2 separate regions of the Sus scrofa genome follow, and region 2 is linked to region 1. A link is a contact called in public Hi-C data. All regions are on one chromosome and are shown on one strand. Each heading gives the region's core, a stretch centred on a gene start, on an enhancer-like site or on the middle of the called end of the contact. The rest is flanking DNA. Distances are from core to core; before and after follow the strand shown.

The links. Hi-C and Micro-C count contacts between places; a contact is called where the count stands out from the background.
Region 2: a Hi-C map of embryonic fibroblasts shows a contact between it and region 1, with 1.8 times the contacts expected there. The contact joins the enhancer-like site here to the promoter of MPPED2 in region 1. A contact is called at or near these places in 5 of 47 Hi-C or Micro-C datasets (embryonic fibroblasts, fetal heart ventricle, fibroblasts and 2 more).

What each region holds. Positions count from the first base shown.
Region 1 is chr2:30,036,853-30,043,718 of Sscrofa11.1, reverse strand. It overlaps MPPED2 (metallophosphoesterase MPPED2), which reads right to left and starts at 3,377. Exons shown (of 7, transcript XM_003122896.5): 1 at 3,081-3,377.
Region 2 is chr2:30,152,538-30,159,403 of Sscrofa11.1, reverse strand. All of the region lies in intron 4 of MPPED2 (metallophosphoesterase MPPED2), which reads right to left. Among named protein-coding and RNA genes, the nearest start is that of MPPED2, 120 kb to the right of the region's middle. Within about 2 kb of position 2,688, at least 4 of the 83 cell types and tissues checked have an H3K27ac peak or open chromatin away from gene starts, as enhancers often do. A contact at or near this core is called in embryonic fibroblasts, where this site is marked.

The DNA of each region.
Region 1 (6,866 bases), core at 2,128-4,627:
GTTTTATCGAAACAGTGCACCTGCAGCGTCTATCTTCTTTAATCTGGAGTCTTTTGAAGAAAATGTCAGACTGAGGCAGAGAGCTTCAAAACTTTCACAGGAACCTTTACAGACAAGTCAAGAAAAAGCTTATTTAAAAAAAAAATGCTACGTTCACCCCCACTCACATCACAAGTTGATCATATCCCAAGAATGGGAAACACCAACACATGGGAAAGGCAAAATTTTTTTTTTGGTAAACTCTAAGGAACAGAGGACAATCAATGGTCTCCACCTCTAACCTGAGAAATTTGGAAAAAGCTTGAAATGAGACAGAATGATATACTGCCTAAAACTACCAAGAAGCTGCATTGCCTTGTTTCATGTGTTTAGGCAGTAAAACCTTCTAAATGATCAGATTTTGGATCATCTCATCCACATCACACTTACATTACTCTTTATGTATAATATTTAAAGAAACCAGTATTCTTTTTAAAAATTTTCTATTTTTATACTTCAATACATTTGCTCCACAAAACAAAGGAACCCATTACTATATGCCAGGAATCCTAAAGAAAAATCTAAAAGGGACTGACACTGCCAAATATGCATGCTGATACTCCTTTGATTTTTCGCTTTAAGAAAAAAAAAAATAATGTGAGCACATTTTCATTTCCTAGACAGCAATCACTTCTTCTGTGCCTTAAGCTGTGCAACTTGCAATGTTCTTTTTCAGGAATCTAGTGGGAAAACCTTTTAAAGTCTGCTGGCAATGAAAGGATTAAAAACTGAGGAATTAAATAACTGTCTCCACCTCCTAGACACCGGTGAGTCCCATTTACCAAAAGTTTCAAAGCAACAACTCATGACCTCTCTACCCGAGCACCGCACCGCACAGCCTATGAGAAAGGAGCCCGTGATTTCCTGGTTTAAACAAGGATGCTCATTTTATTCACTAACCCTAAGAAAGATCATCCGACCGCCTGGCCAGATTTTGGAACTCATCGACTCCAACTCCGCCAAATCTCGCTCCCTCCTCCCTCTGCCGCACAGAGCGAGTGCTTTTTAAACTCCCATCCTTACTCTTTTATGCCCATCTCCAATTACTCATCCCTGTATTCCGGAGCTGTATTCCAGGCGGCTTCTCCGCCAGGGTTTTAGAAGGATGCACAAAGTTCCATGTGCCTCTGTCCACTGAAACCCTCCCTCCCGACGCACTTACACCTGAACTTGTCTCCAGCACTGCGGACACCCGGCTGGCACATTCTTTCGGAAAGGAAGGGCAGGACTTATCTCCCGCGCCTCTGGCAACGAGTAGAGTCTATATATGGTGGGGCGGGGGGCGCGGAGTTCTCTACTTTGGATTGGTGTGTTTGTTTTAAATCTAGGGTAGGCAGGTGGCGGGGGGGGGGGGGTCAGAAACTACACACACACACACACACACACACACACACACACACACACTCGTGCGCGCGCGCACCCTGCCCTCCCGGCTCAAGGCCGGCTCGTCCCAGCTACAGCTCCCCCTTCCTTCCTGGAGCACCAGCTCGCCTTACTCTCTCAGTCCCCCGAAGCCACCGCCGTAGTCTCCACTGCCGCCGCCGCTGCTGGCACTGTTGGCGCTGGCGCTCGCGGCCCCAGGCTCCGCTGGGCGCCTGTCTTTCTTTCTCTCCCTCTCCCCCAGCCCCAAATTGATTGATGACCACCAGCGGCCAATGGCTCTGACACCGCGCCATCCTCGCTCGAGCATCACAGCCCCACGCCCCCGACGTCAGCCTCCAGGGCGTGTTGGCATCCCCGAACCGTCAGAGCGCAGCCCGCGCCCGGAGCTGCCGCCTCCTCCCGGCTCTCTGCTGGGCTGCTTCCCTAGAGCGGCGGAGAAAGGAGGAGAGGGAGCCAGCAGGCGTTGGAAGGGAGTGTGAAGGCCACGGATTTTTCCCCTCTTTGGAATCTTTTTTCCACTTAAAGTTTTGTTTTTTTCCACCCTGACCTGTTTGTGTTTGTTTGCAGCATCTCAAATCAATTACACATTTTTCATAACCCGCATTTGCACTTAATTTGGGGTGTGTGGGAGTGCGCGTGGAATAAATCTACTCCACTGGGGCATCCTTAATTTCTTTTCTTGCTGGTGGATTTTAATCCCCTCCCCAATCTCTAGGAAAATGCCCCCTTCACCTCCTAGGCCTCAAAACCCAGGAATTCAAAGGCTTTACAAAGATAACCCAGTTACATGTAAATAGCAAAGAAACTCCAGCCTCTCCTGGGAAGAAATCGGGAGGCAACGGTTACTTTTCTCGTCGCTCGTACCCCGCCACCCAGCCCGAGTCGCCAGCTCGCTCCGCAGGCTGCGATCGCGGAGACCGGGGGCGGCGGGGGAGAGCGAGGTCGGGGCGCGGGGAGAGGGTGAGAAACAGACCCGCGCGAGAGCGGCGCGCGCGCAGGCGGCCCGGGGGTGGCCGCGGAGCGCAGCCGGAGCACAAAGCTGCGCGGCGCCTTACCAGCCACTGCACCTCGCTCGGGCTGCCGCGGGCGCCCGGGGCTCGGGCCAACACAATGCACCCGGGCCTAGGCCGGGGCGGCTCGAACACATAACCCCGGGACTTTCTAGTAAACAGCTCGCCGTGCCCTTGTCCCCACCCCCAAACCCGCCGCCTGGCTTTCGCCGCTGCCCTACGCCTACACCCCTTCCTTCCCTCCTAAGAAATCCCGGAGGAGGAGGGAGAGGAGTGGTGGGGACCCCGGGAGGTCGGGGGGCGAAGACATGGGGCGGGGGAGGAGGGGAGAAGAGCAGAGGGGCAAGATGGGGAGCGGAGAGGAGACAGCTCCTAAAAAAGAATTCGCTTTCGTTCGGGGGTTGAAAATAAGCCCTCCTCGGGTTCCGAATTGCCCGGGAAGCGCCTGCTCGTGCGAATGTCAGGGGCACCAGGGCAGCCGCGGTCCGCAGCCTCCGAGCCCTTCGCACGCGCCTCTGACAAGGCACCTCTCACCCGGGCTCCGCTTTGTGTGTGCATTTTTTTCCCTTCCTCTCGCGCGCGGCACCGGGCGCCCGGCCGCCTCCTCCCCCTCCCCCGCCCTCCGCCTCCCTTCCCGGGGCGGATTACCTTTCCCGGGCTGCGCTCCGGGTCCCGGGGATGCCTTCAGCGCCCGGCGAGCAGGCGATCCATCGCGGAGCAGCCGGAGCCGGCTGGGGGCGCGCGGGGGCGGCGAGGGGCGCGGGCGGGCCAGAACCTTCGACCCCGGAGGTCCCGGCGCGGGCTGGGGCGGGGGATCGGGGGGCGCGGCGCTAGAGTGAGGCGGGGGGGAGAAAGGACGGGAGCAGTCTCGCTCTGGGGAGAGAGCAAGAGAGGGGGCGAGGAGAGGGAGCGAGGGCGCGGCGAGCCAGAGGGAGCGAGAGCGGTGCAGTGACAGGGACTGCCACTGGGGTCAAAGGAGCACAGCTCCAGGAAGCAGGGCGGCCGAGGCGTCGCTCCGTGCGCGCTCCCCGGCGGGACCCCGCGCCCCCGCGCGCCCCTACTGTAGCCCAGGCCCGCTGGAACCTCCGCTGGCGCCCCGAGGCACCGGGGTTGCAAGAGGAGGAGGGAGCTGAGGGCGAGGCCGGCAGCCTGCGGGTGCTCCCGGGTCAAGCAGGCGGCAGGAAGCTGTGCTGCAAGTTCATCATCATGAGTGTGATCAGCGTAAAAATGATAGGGGATAGGAGAAGGTGGCTGCGGAGCCCCAGGGAAATAAAGGGAGTTTTCCCTCCAAATGGGCGTCTTCTGCAAAGGGAACACACCCAGGCCCCAGGCCCCCCACCCACCGACCTGCCAGGCGCTGTCTGGAGTCCTGGCACAGCTCCAGGGCGAAGAGCTGGCGGCGGGGGCAAGGGGAGAGGCTTGGGGCACTGCCCTCAAACCAAGGAAGGCGACCCTGGTCCCCTCCCGTCTGCTGAGCTTCGACTTTCCTGGGGGAGAGCTGTGCACCCTTTTCTCAAGCCTTTCAACCACACACACACACACACACACACACACCACACACACACCCCTTTCTTTCTGCAGTGTTGTTCCTGAGAAAGAAAAGGCCAACCCAGCTGATAATGCTTTCACCTCCATGAATTAAGGCAGGTTCAGTATAGGGAGGCAAGGAGAGGCAAAGACGCTAATTGTTTCCATTTTTGTCTTTGGGGCACATTTCCCCCAAAGGATAAGCAATTCAAAAACGTTGTAAAAATCAAAGTTTGTCCCTTTTTCTCTACTACTTTGGATTACGGAAGAAAAGGTTTTCAGGAGGGTATGCAAGCAATCTAAGGAAAGGGAAAGCCACTGAAATGCTAGAAGACAAGGGACAATTAAGGCAAGGCTTTTAGAAAACTTGGTGGGGGGGGCGGGGCGGGGGAAGGAGGCTGACCGTGAAAGATGAGGTGGCCCTGTGATGTTATGCCATTGTCGGAGCTGAAGGTTTTGGACACCAACCAGCTCTCATTCCTTTCCAGGAGTCAGACTCAAAAATCTAGGCATTCTCCAAAGGAAAATCCAATGGGTAGTGTGTGAGAGGGAGAAGTGTGCTGAGTATACTGTGTGACAACTGACTAGACATCCTGGCTGAAATTATATCCCCTAAAAATAAAAAAAAAGGAGCCATTTCAACATGGTCTGCGGCCTCTGTGCTGAGACTAATTGGTTTCCAGGGTCTGGGGAAGACGGGAGAGGGGCTTGTAGGAGCCTCTATAAAAAAAAGATCAAACGGAATTCACTTAAAAATATTTCCTTTTTTACAATGGGCTTCCTTGGCACTTGAATTTTAAATAAGCTATTTCTTATGTCTGAGCTGAAATGAAGGGGAAATGGTCTTGCTAATGTATTTATTTTGTTGTGCAGTATGTCCAGAGTGTTGGTTCTTGTCAAACGTGCTAGAATCAAGCAGACAGTCACTTTCCTTGCCCAGCACAAACCATCGCCAGTGGCATTGATGTTGAAGAATGCCAAAGATGGGGTAGAGGGCACCTTTATATTTTGTTTTTGTTTTCCAGCCCAGCAGCAAATACTGACTAGAATCATGTTTTTGAAGAAATGCTGGGTTTTATTTTCTTTATTCTGTGAATTACTACTACTTATCTAAATGGTTAAAATTTTTCATCTGATTTTGACTGATTTAATCAGTCAAGAAAAGAAAAAAAAAGAAAAGAAAAGAATCAGGACCAGCTAAATAATTTCTGTGGTTTTTTTCTTCCTTAAAAAAATGATAGTCAATCAAAACAGCAAAACTAGTTCGTACATGATCTTAAACCAAAATAATGTGCACACACAAAATAAATAATAACCTGTTCTACTTTAGTGGTACATTTTACTGGATACTTAATGCTATAAAAAAAAATCAAGTGAGTATCCTTTACAAAGTTGATGGAAAATTGTTTATCATTTTACTGCGTGGGGAAAAATGGAGGTAAAAAAGCTTAAAATTGTAACTTGTAATATAGGAAGATGTCAGCCTCTACTGTGTTCTTGCTAGTCAATTATCCATTGAGAGGTAGTGACCAAGCTGTATTAGGGTTATGAATTTTTATTTCCATTAGTCTACCAAAATAGAGAAGCTACAGAAGTATAAGTGAATTTAAATAATAAATTGGGAACAAAAGGAACTCACTTTTCAAATAATTCTCATCCCGTAGATTTGAACTTAATGCATTTTGTTAAATCATATTCTCCATCAATATAGCTACCTACACTAAAAGCTTGTTTTAAAATGATTGGATGTGAACCATGTCTGTCCCTGACATTAGCTTTGAAACATCAAGCCTTGTTATGTCAAATTTTAAATGTTATAGTCTGGGGGTTTTTTTTTTTAAGATAAGTGAGCCTGTAAGCTCCATTTTTGTTGTTGTTGTTAAATTCAATTTTTATTCTTTCTAATGGAAAACAAAAGGATAAAAATCAAATGCTAAGTTTATGCTTGCCTCTATGCAAATATTACAAAATTTTTCTTTTAATGGAATGTAAATCTGGACCCTTTCTCCAGTGATTTCATTGAATGAACTGGCAAATAAGCCTCCTCATAGCCTGCTGCAATATCTTTTAAAATATCGTTTCAGAATGCATTGAAGGAAGAAAATGAGAGAGAAAGCATGGGAGAACCTTAGGTGGAAGCTTGGAAAGTGAATGTTACTTCCCTTGAAAGCTCAATTTGGATTTGGCTTTCACTCTCCCTCTGAGAACAAGTTTTCCAACACTTCAGGAATATTTGTGTATGACCTAAAGCTTGGCTCAACCCTGCAGAAAAAAAAAAAAAAAAAAAAAAAACTTTTACCTCTTTCTGTTTAAATTAGTTGCATTTTTATCATTTTCCAGAAAAAGTTAAGATATATATTATCAGGAAACAAAGCCTGTTAATAGAACTACTATTATGATGCAATTAGGAAAATATCTGAGCCAGCCAATACCTTTATTTATTCTAAATTCGTAAAGTTTTTACATTTTTTGACCTGTTTTAAATGTTTTCATTGTAACTCCCTCTCAAGTTGAGGACCATGTCCTCTATTCCTTTGTGTTTTTCAGTCTTCTGTGCTTTGCATATAGTAGAAACTTGGAAATACTTGTTAAATGACTTCATGAGTCAATAGATGAGAAAATAAGCAAGAGAATGCATGAGTGATTGAGGCAACCACACGATGAAGGAAAATCCATACCAGATATGCCTCAGATATGCCAGAACGGAAGTGACATCATGAGATCACTGTGGAGGATGAAAGCTGACTTCCTGTAATTCAAATAGTAAAATTAAAAGCATTTGCTAATGTCTTCAGAAACGTGAACTAGTACCTCGGACTGTGTCGTAGGTTGATCTTCTTATAGAGAAGCTGATGATTGTTATGTAGTCTATCTACTTAAAGGCTACCTTCTTTTTAAATATAGTAG
Region 2 (6,866 bases), core at 1,439-3,938, 120 kb before region 1:
TTTTTAAATATTAAAAGTCATGTAGAATAATAATAACAATAACATAAAATCACGCTAACATTCATTGAGCACTGACTAGAGGACAGGCATGGTTCTAGGAAGCTTACATGTACCAACTCGTCCATCTTCACAACGAATAACCTAATAGGGATGCATGGTTCCTCTTATTCCTTTTTTTTTTTTTTAAGTTTTAATGAAGTATAGTTGATTTATAATGTTGTGATAATTTCTGCTGTACAAAAAAGTGATTCAGGTATATGTATACATACATCCATTCTTTTTCAGCTTCTTTTCCCATATAGATGATCACAGAATATTGGATAGAGTTCCCTGTGCTATACAGCAGGTCCCCATCAGCCAGTAATTCTATATACCTCAGTGTGCATATGCCAATCCCGATCCCCAGTCCATCCCTCCCCCCACCTGCCCCCTTTGTTTTCAAAGTCTGTGAGTGAGTCTGCTTCTGTTCTACAAATAAGTTCATTTGCACCTTTTTCTAAGATTCCACTTATAAGTAATATACGGTGTTTGTCTTTCTCTGACTTCATTTAACGCGATAATCTCTAGGTCCATCCATGTTGCGGTAAATGGCACTGTTTCATTTCCTTTTTTATGGCTGAGTAATATTCCACTGTACATATGTACCACATCTGATGAAACTCAGAATAAGAGATGTAGCAATAGCACAGCAGAATGAGTCAAGTCTAGCCCTGCTTCTCCAAATAAGTATGTCAGCATGAGAGTCATTTAACATTGCTTCTTACCAGTCTCCTCTGTAGTGAGAGGCATATATGATGCAGGTTGTTGTGAGGGCTGAAAGAAAGGTGTGTAAGGTCCTCCAGAGAGGCCTGGCCATAGAATAAGCCCTTAAAGCAACATCACCATCATCATGCCTTCTTCGATATCCTCTGCTGATTAGGAAGATATTTCTCTCTCTCTGAAGATATTAAAGAAGTAAATTTCGGTGCAAGGAACATGGCTTAACCCCTGAGATCTCTCCAAGGAGACAAGTTCAGGCTCCTTGTCAAGGTGTCCTGGAAGGTACCCCAAGAACTCCGCAGAGAGTGACTTGAGCCCAACTAGAACTGCATCTCTTAACCAGCAACATCAATGAATGGTTAGCAATCATTTCCACACAAGAAGATTTGCTGGCTCATGAGTGGTTATACTTGTGCTTGCCCCACCTCATCTGCCTCAAGTCATCCCGTGTAGGATTCTGACCTCTACAACTCTACATGGATATGCCTCCAAGGACAATGAGAGAAGGAGGCTTATAGGATGCACCGTCTAGGAAGGTACCTAAGTATATTCAAGGCAAAAAAATCAAACATCTCTCAAAATTTCTCCTTGGAAAAAGACTCAGTTAATGTTAACGGTCCATTATCAGGTTACTGTAATGATTGAATACTCATCAGCAAGTTAAAAGTCTAATCTTAATTTCTTCCTTACCCTCAGCCCATCAGTCTTAAATCTTCTAATTCTATCATCTCAATATGCCTTGAGTCTTGCTCTCCTTTTCATCTTCCCCGACAATGTTTTAAGGAAGACTCTCAACATCATCTTCCTGAACAATTACAACACTTCTGGATATTGTTCCCAGCTTCATTTCCTTCCTTACTCCCTTCATTTTTGTCCATACTGCTGCTGGAATTCTTTCCAATCGTTAAGTATAGACAAATGGCTCTTCTATCTCAAACTTTTCCATGGGTCACCAGAACCAGAAGATAAAGTCCAAACTCTTTCACCTGGTTCATCAGGCCCTTCACGGCCTTCTTATCCTGCCACACCCTGCATTCTAGGGCAGCAGAATTACTTGCAGATCCTACATTCTTAATTGCTTCTATTCACTGTATTTGTGCTCTTTTGGCCTGAAATACCTCTTATAGATTCTTCTCAGTCTTCCTGAAGGCTTTCCTACTCACCCAAATCTGCACTGGACTGAAGGCTTTCCTTACCCACCCAAAGCATCATGTCTGTCTCTAAAAGAATCTTGCAAAATTAGCTACAGCCTTTGTGACCATCTGTTAAAGGAGCTACTTGTCCTCTCTTTAGTAAGAGACCCATGAGGTCTTCTAGGGTCAATATTTTGTCTTGTTCCTTTTCATATTCCCAGCTTCTAGCACTATGCCTGGTACCACGTAGGTCCTCCATAAATGCTAGCTAACCTACTGCACAAATGGAACCCAAAATATCATAAAAATAAGTTTTTACCACTGAGAAAGAGCTCCAGAAGGATCCTTTGAGGGTGTCCATCTTCCCTAATTTGCTTTATTTTTCTCATGGACCCAGAATCCAAGGATCTTTCAAGGACAACAAATCAATTTAAAACACGGATGCAGAATAATCTCTCCAAACCTCGTGCCACCAAATGACAAAGAGCCTTTTTTGTTTCAAGGTTGGCAAGGTCAAGCGTGATTCCTGTTAATCCCTGGTACAGTGCACACCATCTGTGGACTGTATTTGTACAGATTACATTTAAACTTCAGGTGAAGCATGAGAGCCAAGAGAGGAAGGAACCCTGGGGTGGAGTTTAAGATACTGTGACCCAACACGGATTTTCAACTCAACACTCATGGGGAGGCTTCGAACTTTTGCTCCAAGTACATTCTCACAGTCTTGAGCACGCTAAGGACACCCTCCCATTGTCTAAGAGCCTATGTGAATACTACTCAATCTGCTTAGGATGTATCATTTTTTATGCCTTAGGAGGTAAGCTCCAGAGAGCAATGACCACAACACTCTTACTCACTGTTATATTCTCAGGGTCTGACTCACTAAATACTTGTTCGCTGACCCACAAAGGTTCATTTCTTTGGGAAGATACATGTTCCTGTATGTGCTCCTAAATTTTCAAATTCTTACAGTCTCTTCACAAAATATCAATCACCCATATGCACAAACTACCTTTAAAAAAAAATACACTTTCACTTCTAAAATGTTTGGAAAAGCAGAAAGAAAATTTAAAAATCACTGACAGGAGTTCCCATCATGGCGTGGTGTTTAGTGAACTCGACTGGGAACCATGAGGTTGCTTGAGGGTTCGATCCCTGGCCTTGCTCAGTGGGTTAAGGATCTGGTGTTTCCGTGAGATGTGGTGTAGGTTGCAGATGCGGCTGGATCCTGCATTGCTGTGGCTCTGGTGTAGGCCGGCAGCTACAGCTCTGATAGGACCTCTAGCCTGGGAACCTCCAAATGCCGTGGGTGCAGCCCTAAAAAGACCAAAAAAAAAAAATCACTAACAATCCCACTGGTTGGAGACACTCTTTTCATACACAGCATAGAGCTTTTTGCCCCGACCCCCGACTAAGTTAGGACCATAATCTGACTTCTTTCATCAAACAATCTTCTAAAAGAGCTTTTTTTCCCAACTCAGGATTATGTTCCATTAGCAGGTCATGAAAGGAATTTAGTGACCAGAATTTGAAAAATGAAATACACAATGAGATACTTCTTCGCATTCATTTGGATGGTTATTATCAAAAAAATAAGTGTTGGCAAGAAGATGGAGAAACTGGAACCCTTGTGCATCACCAATGGGCATATAAAATGGTATAGCCACTGTGGAAATGGTAAGGCAATTCCTCAAAAAAAAAAAATAAATAAATATAGCATAATGCAGCAACTCTGCTTCTGGCTGTATACCCCAAAAGCATGAAAGCAGGGACGTGAACAGCTATTCATTCATATATCTATGTTCACAGCAGCATTATTAACAACCAAAAGGCAAAATCACCCCAAATGTCCTTTGATAGGTAAATGAATAAACAATATGTGGCATATACCTACAATGGAATATTATTCAGCCTTAAAAAGGAAGGAAATTCCGACACATGCTACAACATAGATCAACTGTGGAGACATTATGCTAAGCTAAATGAGCCAGTCACAAAAGGTTAAGTATTATACAAACATATATAGATATAGTTCACTAATTTGTATGATTCCACTGGTACTAAATACCTAGAATTATGAAATTCACAGAGACCGAATGCAGAATGGTGGCTGCCAAAGCTGGGAGAAGGGGAAAGGGGAGTTAATTTTTAATGGGTATGGTTTCAAATGGGGAAGATGAAAACGTTCTGAAGATGAATAGTAGTGATGATGGCACAACAAAGTGAAATTTAAACTATGAAACAAGATAAAGTAAAAAAAGATAAATGTGCATCTTACACACAAAGGATAAGTATGCTCTATGAAATTTTAATTTCAGGTGAAAGTTTGTGCATATTTATTTTGGGTATAAAACAGATTTTTTTTATTATGAATTGTGGTCAATAAAGTTTAAAAATACTGTTCCAAAAATTATTTTTAATAGCTATATAAACTTCTATCTATCATATGGATATCCTGCAATTTTTAAACCAGTCTCCTGCTCTTAGACATTTAAATCATTTCCTCCCTTCCTTCCTTCCTTTCTTCCTCCCTCCCTCCCTTCCTCTTTTTGCATTTCGTTGTGTATATGGTGTAAGGTATGGGTCAAGGTTTTCCATACTGACATTTATTTGTCCAAGTGCCATTGATTAAATACCACTCTTTCTCCCTCAAATTGTCTTGGCATTGTGTCAAAATTCACTTGTCCATATACGTGTGGCTCTGTTTCTGGACTCATTTTTTTTCTCTTCCATTGATCTATAGGTCTATCTTTCACCATTACCATACTGTTTTGATTATTCAAAGCTTTAGAGCAAGTCTGGAAATCAGAGAATGTAAATCCACCAACTTTTACTTTTAATTACTTTTGGCCATTCTAGATCTTTTTGATTTTCAAAAAAAAAAAAAAAAAAAAATAGAATCGGCTTGTTTATTCCAAAAATCAAAAGTCTGCGGAGACTCTGACTCAGTTAGTAGACCGAGTTGCAGCTACAGATCTATCGGGGGAGAACTGAACAATCTACAAACAGTACATCTTTACTTAAGCCTTCTTTGATTCAGTAATATTGTTTAATTTTCAGTGAAAAGATACTCCAGATCTTTTATTATATTTACCCTTAGTATTTTATGGTTTGGGCACTATTGTAATTAACATTAAAAAATCATTTTCAATTTTATGTTGCTAGTATATAAATAAGCAGTTGCTTTTTCTACATTAGGCCTTCATGCTGTTACCTTGCTAAATTTGCTTATTACTTTTTCTTATTTCTCAATTCTTAGACATTCCTTAGAATTTTGTTGTTTTGTAGATTCCCTTGGAATTTTCTAAATTAACAATCATAACATACTAAAAAAAAATCATGCCTTTTCCTTTGCAATCTTCATTTCTTTTACTTCTTTTTTATGCTTAATTATACTGTTTAGGGCCTGCAAAAAAAAAACAAAAAAACAAAAACAAAAATGGGTGCATAGACGTGTGAGTCCAAGAAGCCTGATATTTTTCTGCTATTAGTTTGAAAGCATTCAATATTTACCATTAACTACGATGCTAACTGTAGGTTGTGACCCTATATCAGATGATGAAGTTCCCTTCCAGTGGAGTTTTTATGAATGAATATTTAAATTATTCAAAAGCTTTTTATGTATCTATCTGAAAAGACAAAATTCAAGTAAACAGATACCTGGAGGAGGACAGCAGAATAGTATGAGGGGAAAGCACACAGATAAGTACAAATGATGGTCAGTGGTCTAGTTCTCTGGCTGTGAAGAGGGTCAATGGATGTTCACTACATTATTCATAATGAATAAATAAATGCTAATAATTAAGGCAATGCACAGACGAGCGATGACAGTGTGTTATGAACCAAAGACTTGGGTAAACTTCATTCTGTCCATCTAAAAACAAATGTTTACAGAATCCTCATCTTGATCTTAGATTCCTGAAAAGTCTCAGTACCAACAAGATTCTGAGAGGCTCTGGTCACAAGGTCTATGAAATGGCTAAGGATTTATGAGATTCACTGATAGGTAAAATTTATGGACCATTCCAATTTAGGCACATCTTAGACACATGGTTAATCACGAGAAAAATCCCCTGAAGGAAGAGGAAACCATGCATATGTGTATTGTTTCTTTGTTTGCAAAGGTACAGGCTGTTGGACTGGGACAGGAAAGGTTCCTGAGGGTATAGGAGCAAGGAATAGAAGAGAGCCTGAAGGTAAGAATGGAGAAGGATTCTTAAAAGAGGAGTAAACTTGAGCTTGCATGCCTGAAAGCACATCCACATGTCAGGACGGTGGAACATTTTCCCAGAGGGGACTGGACGAGAAGCCTCTCTCGTCTTAGTATCTTAAACTAGGCTGAATGGAACACCAGGGAATACGCTGGAGGGCGGGAGAGCATGCTGGCTAAAGGGGTGGAAAAAGTGATGCAATCAGAAAGCTCTTGCCCATCTCTAATTTTATGACTCTCTGCAAAAAAGGAAGGCACTTCAAACCACTTCAAAATAAGATCACTGAAGACCTGGCTTGGGAGGCTGGATCCCATGAGAAAGAACGTCACCAAGATTTATTTTGTCTGCTGATAATCAAAGACTATGGCCAAAAGACACCTCCACCTGCCTGCTGCTTTATAGCAAATATATGGTGAAGTTTTTAACTAATGCAGAATAATTTCTCTGGGAATTGGGAACAGCAGGCAGAGAATCTATAAACGATGACACTGAAGAATAAGGCTTTCCTTTCCCACAACCTAAAGCTTGACAAATCATGCCAATGTTGTATTTCTTAGGGTATTTAAAAGAGCACAGCAAACAGAAAGCTCTCCTCCACCTGCTTGCTAACTGGTTTGGTTTTAAGAAGAGTGCATTCCCCAGGACAAACATCTCAAGAGAGAGAGAAAAAAAAACCTGTTACATTTTCTTTTCTTTTTTCTTATTTGATGCCGTTAATAATAAGTTGTATGCATTTTCCTCTCCCACGTCAAGGGAAAAAAAA